Linked DNA regions of Astyanax mexicanus: region 2 is linked to region 1. Evidence: chromatin contacts called from public Hi-C data. All regions are on one chromosome and are shown on one strand. The core of a region is the stretch at or near the end of the contact, and the rest is flanking DNA. Distances in the headings are between cores, read along the strand shown.

Region 1 (3,216 bases), core at 344-2,843:
TAGAAAGTCATAATTATGAGATGACTTTTTATATCCGTCCGGATATGGCATTTTATATAATGTTCACATTTTCTGAGACACTGATTTTTGGGTTTTCATTGGCTGTAAGCAATAATCATCAAAAAAAGCTTAAAATAGATCTCTCTTTGTGATTTTCTGCTATAACTGCGGAGATACGAAGTGGACAGTCTCGCTATAAACCAGCTCTGACTGAAGTCCCTGAGCTCACAGTTATAACTCTGAAACGTACGAGGAAACGTAGCTTGATTGTGTAGATGTCTCTCTGATCTTTCCTTTTTTTTTAAATCATCCTCTTAACACTTAAATAAATAAATAAATAAATAAATAAATAAATAAATAGGGCCTCTTGTACCTCATTGGTCAGTCTGACCGATCACGTGTTCTTAAGAAGCTCACTCCACCTAAAATAAAAGTCCTAAACTCTGAACGCTGAATACATGTAAATGGTTTAACTACTTCTGTTGTATACTTCTATAGTATGATATTTAACCCTTTTGGACCCTGCATCCATTGTAATGGACATGGTGTGTTTTTTCATACACATTCTTTCACCTTACACAGATTAATACCTGTTTTCCATCAGAATGTTCATTTATTAGCCAGTCAAACAGAAGATTAGCCCGCTCACTGCACTGGAAAAATAAAAATCTGCTCAATAAATTGAAGCATGGTAGCATCCCAGTGGCAGAGTACACACCTTTTATGAGTTATTTTTTTACTGCTTAATAATTTGTGAAAATATTGAAGTATATATTAAAAGGTGTGCGTAATAAAAAAAAACAAATGTAATATGAAATATAAAAATGCTACTTAATGATTAAATCCAGAATTTACAAGATTTTTTTTATTGCAACAAATGAATAAGGCTTCATTAACAATCAAACTAGGGGAGAAACACTAGAGGGCGCCAGTGTACGTCTTAAGATATGTCCACAACTTTACGGGAAGATTGTGGGGATTTTACCGTGACTGCGCATCAGTGCATAAAATCAAGGTCCAAGACACTGATAAGCGAGTTTAATGTGGATGTGATTTTAAAATATATATATTTTTTTATTTTTAACTTTGAAGAGGCGTGAAAATGGTCTTTCATAGTTAAAGATATGCTGTCTAGTTTCTGAATCAGTTTCTCTGATTTGGCTTTGCTCTGATTTTAATCATAGTTTTCATGCATCTTGGCATGTTCTCCTCCACCAGTCTTACACACTGCTTTTGGATAACTTTATGCCACTCCTGATACAAAAATTCAAGCAGTTCAGCTTGTTTTCATGGCTTGTGATCTTCCATCTTCCTTTTGGTAAAAACAAAGTATCTCATAATTTTAAGTGGTTTCTTATTTTTTTCCAGCGCTGTATATAGGTAAATTTTATTTTATTAATCCACACAAGCCAGGCCTCATCGCCGTCAGACCACGCCCACAAACTCAGCTTCGAGCATGAATGACGATGACGTGTCGCCATGCTGATCCTTCAGACCACGCCCACTTAATTGCTTTGCGCCGAGTGACTGTAGCGGAGAAGATAGCTGCGGACAGCTTGGCCCCGCCCTCTTCTGCAATCGAAGCCCCGCCCACATCTGTCGCGTATGAACTGCCTGCTGTCTGTGGGCTGTGTGTCAGTTAGTGTTGTGAAGGAGGCGAGCTGTACTGGCTGCACTGACTTGCTTATTGAGCTAAAGGTTACTGTATCCGTTATTACTGTACTTATTACTGTTTAATTTTCTTTAACAATACTGTATTTTCTATTACTGTTGGCGCTTGTTGAAAAGCGCATGCTCAGATCTTCTCCAGACTGCTGTTTTTACTCGGGAGAAAGGTGAGTGAACAGTCCAGGTCCAGAAATGGAAAATCCAGGTTCAGAAAAGAGAAAATCCGTTCCAGGATTTTGTTTCGTTTTGCTGCCTGTTCCGCTCATGCAGTTGGAACAGAATCCTGGAACGGATTTTTACTTTTCGGACCTAGAGTATTTAAATAATACCAATAATTCAGTTGTCAGCTTCATTTGTGTTGTTTTTCGCTGTATTTACACATTTATACATGCAAGCTCGGAGATTAGACAACCTGCTCTAAATCCTGTGGTGGTCTGTCCGTATGGTGGACATCCTTAAATGCACAGAAAGGGAGAGATACGTTAAAAACAAAAAAACAGAACGGTCTATTTTTGATGTTGCTCTGCACAAAGACACAAAAGGAGGAGAGAGGGGGGCTTGCAGTTGTTTATCTGTATTCGCCAATCTAACGCTAGTTAACTGGTAGTTAACTAGGTTAATGCCTAGCTTAGCTAGCTAGACAGCTGAACATTAGGTAGGTTACTAAGCTAACGTTATCAAAGCAGCTGTTTCAGATTAACTGCAGCACTAGCGAACTAAAAACTGTTTTATTGGTTTGATGGGTAACCTAGGAATGTTAATGCAACACCTATACTTTTTGTCAACTGCCAAATAGCATTTTTTTCACGTAGTTAACTAGCTAGCTCACCCTAACCCACATAACTCTCAGTTTACAAATCTGCCTGGTTCTCCAAGCCACTGTAACTCAGCTGCCTTAATGTTTTGCGATAATGTAAAGTGGATTTAGCTACTAGCTGTTTGACTCTTCCCAGCTTGAATTGATTTGACTAGCTAAAAAAACAGTATTTGGTGGAATAACCCTGGTTTTTAATCACAGTTATCATGCATCTTGGCATGTTCTCCTCCACCAGTCTTACACACTGCTTTTGGATAACTTTATGCTACTCCTGGTGCAAAAATTCAAGCCGTTGTAAAAAAAAAAAACTATCAGCTTCAACTCAAAACAATAAGTTTAAAGGCTGCCTTAATGTTTTACGTTAATTTAAATTGGATTTAGCAACTAGCTATTTGACTCTCCCCAGCTTGGTTTGACTAGCTTAGCAATTCAAGTTTAAAATGCAGATATCTTCTTCATATTCGTTCATATCGTGAAATGTTGAGTTTTTACACATACAGCTCTAGAAAAAAATAAATAAAAAAGCACTTCAGTTTCTCTGATTTTACCATTATAAGGTATGTGTTTGAATAAAATAAACAAAACAAGGTTTCTCCCACATTCCAAATAAAAATATTATCATTTAGAGCATTTAATTTCAGAATATGAAAAATGGCTGAAATAAAAAAAATGCAAAGCTGTATAATGTAAAGAATGCATAAGTTCATATTCATAAAGTTTTAGGAGTTCAG
Region 2 (3,216 bases), core at 479-2,978, 43 kb after region 1:
AGCATTAAAGGCATATACAGGCTTTTGTAAAGCTGTCTTATAAACAGAGACTTGTGAGCTTTAGTAAAGGTTTTCCAGATTGTTCAATCACAGGGGTGCTTCAACCAAACAAATGTGAAGCTGTATCTGACTAAAAAAGTGATTATATGATAACATATACAGCTCTGGAAAAAAATACCAGAGACCACACTAAAATGATGAGATTCTTTGATTTTACCAAATTGAAAACCTCTGGAATATAGTCAGGAGGAAGATGGATGATCACAACCATCAAACCAAACTGAACTGCTTGAAGTTTTGCACCAGGAGTGGTGTAAATGAACTTTATGAATATGAACGTGATTTCTTTGCATTATTTGAGATCTGAAAGCTTTTTTGTTATTTGTCAGTGTCAGTATATCATGTGGTGCGACCTATGATATAAATTTAATGGTATTTTTTAAACTTTCTATCAATTTTATGTGAAAAAAGTTTGTAAAGTACAGATAAGAAGGCGACTGTGAAATAACAGTCGCACCACATGACATTTTAAGGTCAGTGTCTGGATAATACCGCATCATATTTATAAAATAAGAGTTGCAAGTTCAAATGGCAAAGCTGCGATAATATAGCTGGAGGGAAAGGGACAGAAAAAGAGAGATACACACTCAGAAAAAAAAATCTTTAAATATGAATAAATATAGATCAGCTGGGAATGAGGGTGAAATGCTTTAGAGATTGAAGGTTGAAAAGGATAGAGAGAGGAAATAAAGGAGAGAATGAGAGTTAGAGAGAGGTTAAAAACAGGGCTTTTATTCATGTCTCTCTCTCTCTCTCTGATTGTCTTTCACAGCACTATTTGAAGAGCTCCAGGGTCTGGACATTTTCTTGGCAGAGCTGTACAAGTAAGCAAAGCCTTCTTTGTGAAGTGTGTGTGCGCACATTTGTGTGTGTGTGTGTGTGTGTCAGGGCTTGTTTCAAACAATATCTTTAAATAGACAATATATGAAGCATTAATATTGCATATAGGTATTTAAATATACTGTATACAATATATGGAGCATTATTATTGCATAGAGGAACTTTAATCTACTGTATATAATATATATGAATATTATTATTGCATTTAGTTACTTTAATCTTCTGTATATAATATATATAAAGCATTAATATTGCATATAGGTACTTAAGTATACTTTATACAATATATGTAGCATTATTATTGCATAAAGGAACTTAAATATACTGTATATAATAAAGGTATTATATACTGTATATAATATTTAAACCATTAATATTGCAAACAGGTACTTTTTATATATATGCTATATAATACAAGTGGAGCATTATTCTTGCACATAGCTACTTTAATATACTTTATCTAACGTACTATATACTGGATATAATATTGGTCCTTAAATATACTGATTATATAATGCATGGAGCATAATTCTCACTTATAAACTGTATATTATATAGGAACTTAAATATACTAATACATATTGGAAATCTTAACATGGATACTTGTAATATATATTGGACCCTTTGACTCTGCTCTTGTTTGGTCACTAATGTGATCAGAAATCAGTCAACATGAATTACATATATTTGTATTGCTACATAAACATTTACATATACTGTATATGCTATATATATATGCATCACCCAATGTCCTGACATTGTATTAAAACAAATGTGTGTGTGTGTGTGTGTGCACGCGAGAGAGAGAGAGCAAGGGAGAGAATGTGAGCACTGGGCACAAAGTGTGCAGCGGTCAGAGGGTTCGTCCATCGATAAAGCATGGGGTTCACACACACGAGGGGTTATTTATAAACGCACTGACCTCTCTGTGTGCTTGTCCCTTTCCACTACCTTCCCTCCCCCTGCTCTCAGGGGTCTCTCAGGACTTGCTTCATTTTCTTTTTTCCATTTTCCCCCCCCTGTTTGTCCTTCTTTCATTCAATCCCTGAAATGACCTAAATGTTCTCTCTTTTTCTCTCTCTCTCTGTCTTTCTCTCACTCTCAGACATCTGGACAGCAGCAGCAATGAAAGGCCGGACATTAGCGCCATCCAGAGACGAGTGAAGGTATACACACACAAGATGCATATACATATTCACTGCCACAGACAAAAATGTTTTAAAAGGCATTACAATTGTGTACATGTACAGATGTTTTACACACCCAAGCACATTATTTTAAAATAGGAGTGGGTGATCTGGCCCTAAAATAATATCACAATATTTCATGGTATTTTTGCGATAACGATACTCTTGGAGATATGACAAAACACTGATCTAAAAAATATATATATTTCAGGAATACACTACTGCAACAAAATGAATAGTACATTTTATCATTGCATACAATATGATATGGCACACCCCCAACTGAGATATATTAAAAAATACAAGAATTTTATCAGATTTGTAACAGAAGTCAATAATCCAATGTCATGATACTTATAATCTCATATATCCAGGATTAAAGTAAAATAAATGATACTGGACAGATATAAACTGTCTCTAGTAGATATAAAATGGGAAATGAGAAGAGTGTGAATTTTTCTTTTGCTAAAAACAGCAAAAAGTAGTACCCTGATGTGATAATTAGGGGTGGGTGATATGGCACTATATTTCAGGGTATAATATAGTCCACAATATTAAAAAATGTTGGCAATATTATCACGTACAATACGATATGGCACATATCGTACATTTATCTGAGCATTCAGATTGTTTTTCTTGTTAAATCCAAAAAATGAGAAGATTTTCTTATTTTGAACAAAGTCATTGAGATTTTTGTTCTTATCTTGCATCTTATCTTAATAAATTAGTTAATTATATGATAACTACCCCGATAGAAGCTTATATACTGGGATGCCAAATGTCATTGGACAAGCTAAAGAACACTGCACTGTCCTGCGGGATATGGAATTTGGCACCTCCTGCCAAAGAGTTGCTTATCTGTACGCATAGACCATTCTAGCCAGACACCGCCAGTCACAATCATTGCCACCCACTCTGGTATCCACTGACAAGTTTCACTCAAACTCTGATAATTCATGTCATGATCACTTCTGGCATGTCTGTGTCAAACTTTATTAGAGGCCAATAAAAAAAAAAAATCTTTTACACCGATTTTTGTACACTAAAGGGTGTGTTTGTTTTTTGTCTTTTTCTAGAAAGTGACCCACGACATGGACATGTGCTATGGAATGATGGGTAGTCTGTTCCG

What was found. A called contact is a pair of places that touch in the nucleus more often than the background predicts.
Region 2: a Hi-C map of muscle shows a contact between it and region 1, with 11 times the contacts expected there. The contact joins the enhancer-like site here to the promoter of nt5c2b in region 1. A contact is called at or near these places in 2 of 3 Hi-C or Micro-C datasets (both in muscle).

What each region holds. Positions count from the first base shown.
Region 1 is chr21:27,739,087-27,742,302 of AstMex3_surface, forward strand. It overlaps nt5c2b (5'-nucleotidase, cytosolic IIb), which reads left to right and starts at 1,594. Exons shown (of 18, transcript XM_022674674.2): 1 at 1,594-1,698.
Region 2 is chr21:27,782,218-27,785,433 of AstMex3_surface, forward strand. nt5c2b (5'-nucleotidase, cytosolic IIb) reads left to right here. Exons shown (of 18, transcript XM_022674674.2): 15 at 833-884; 16 at 2,006-2,066; 17 at 3,164-3,216. Among protein-coding and RNA genes, the nearest start is that of LOC125785698, 8.9 kb to the right of the region's middle. Within about 2 kb of position 1,729, the one cell type or tissue checked has an H3K27ac peak away from gene starts, as active enhancers do.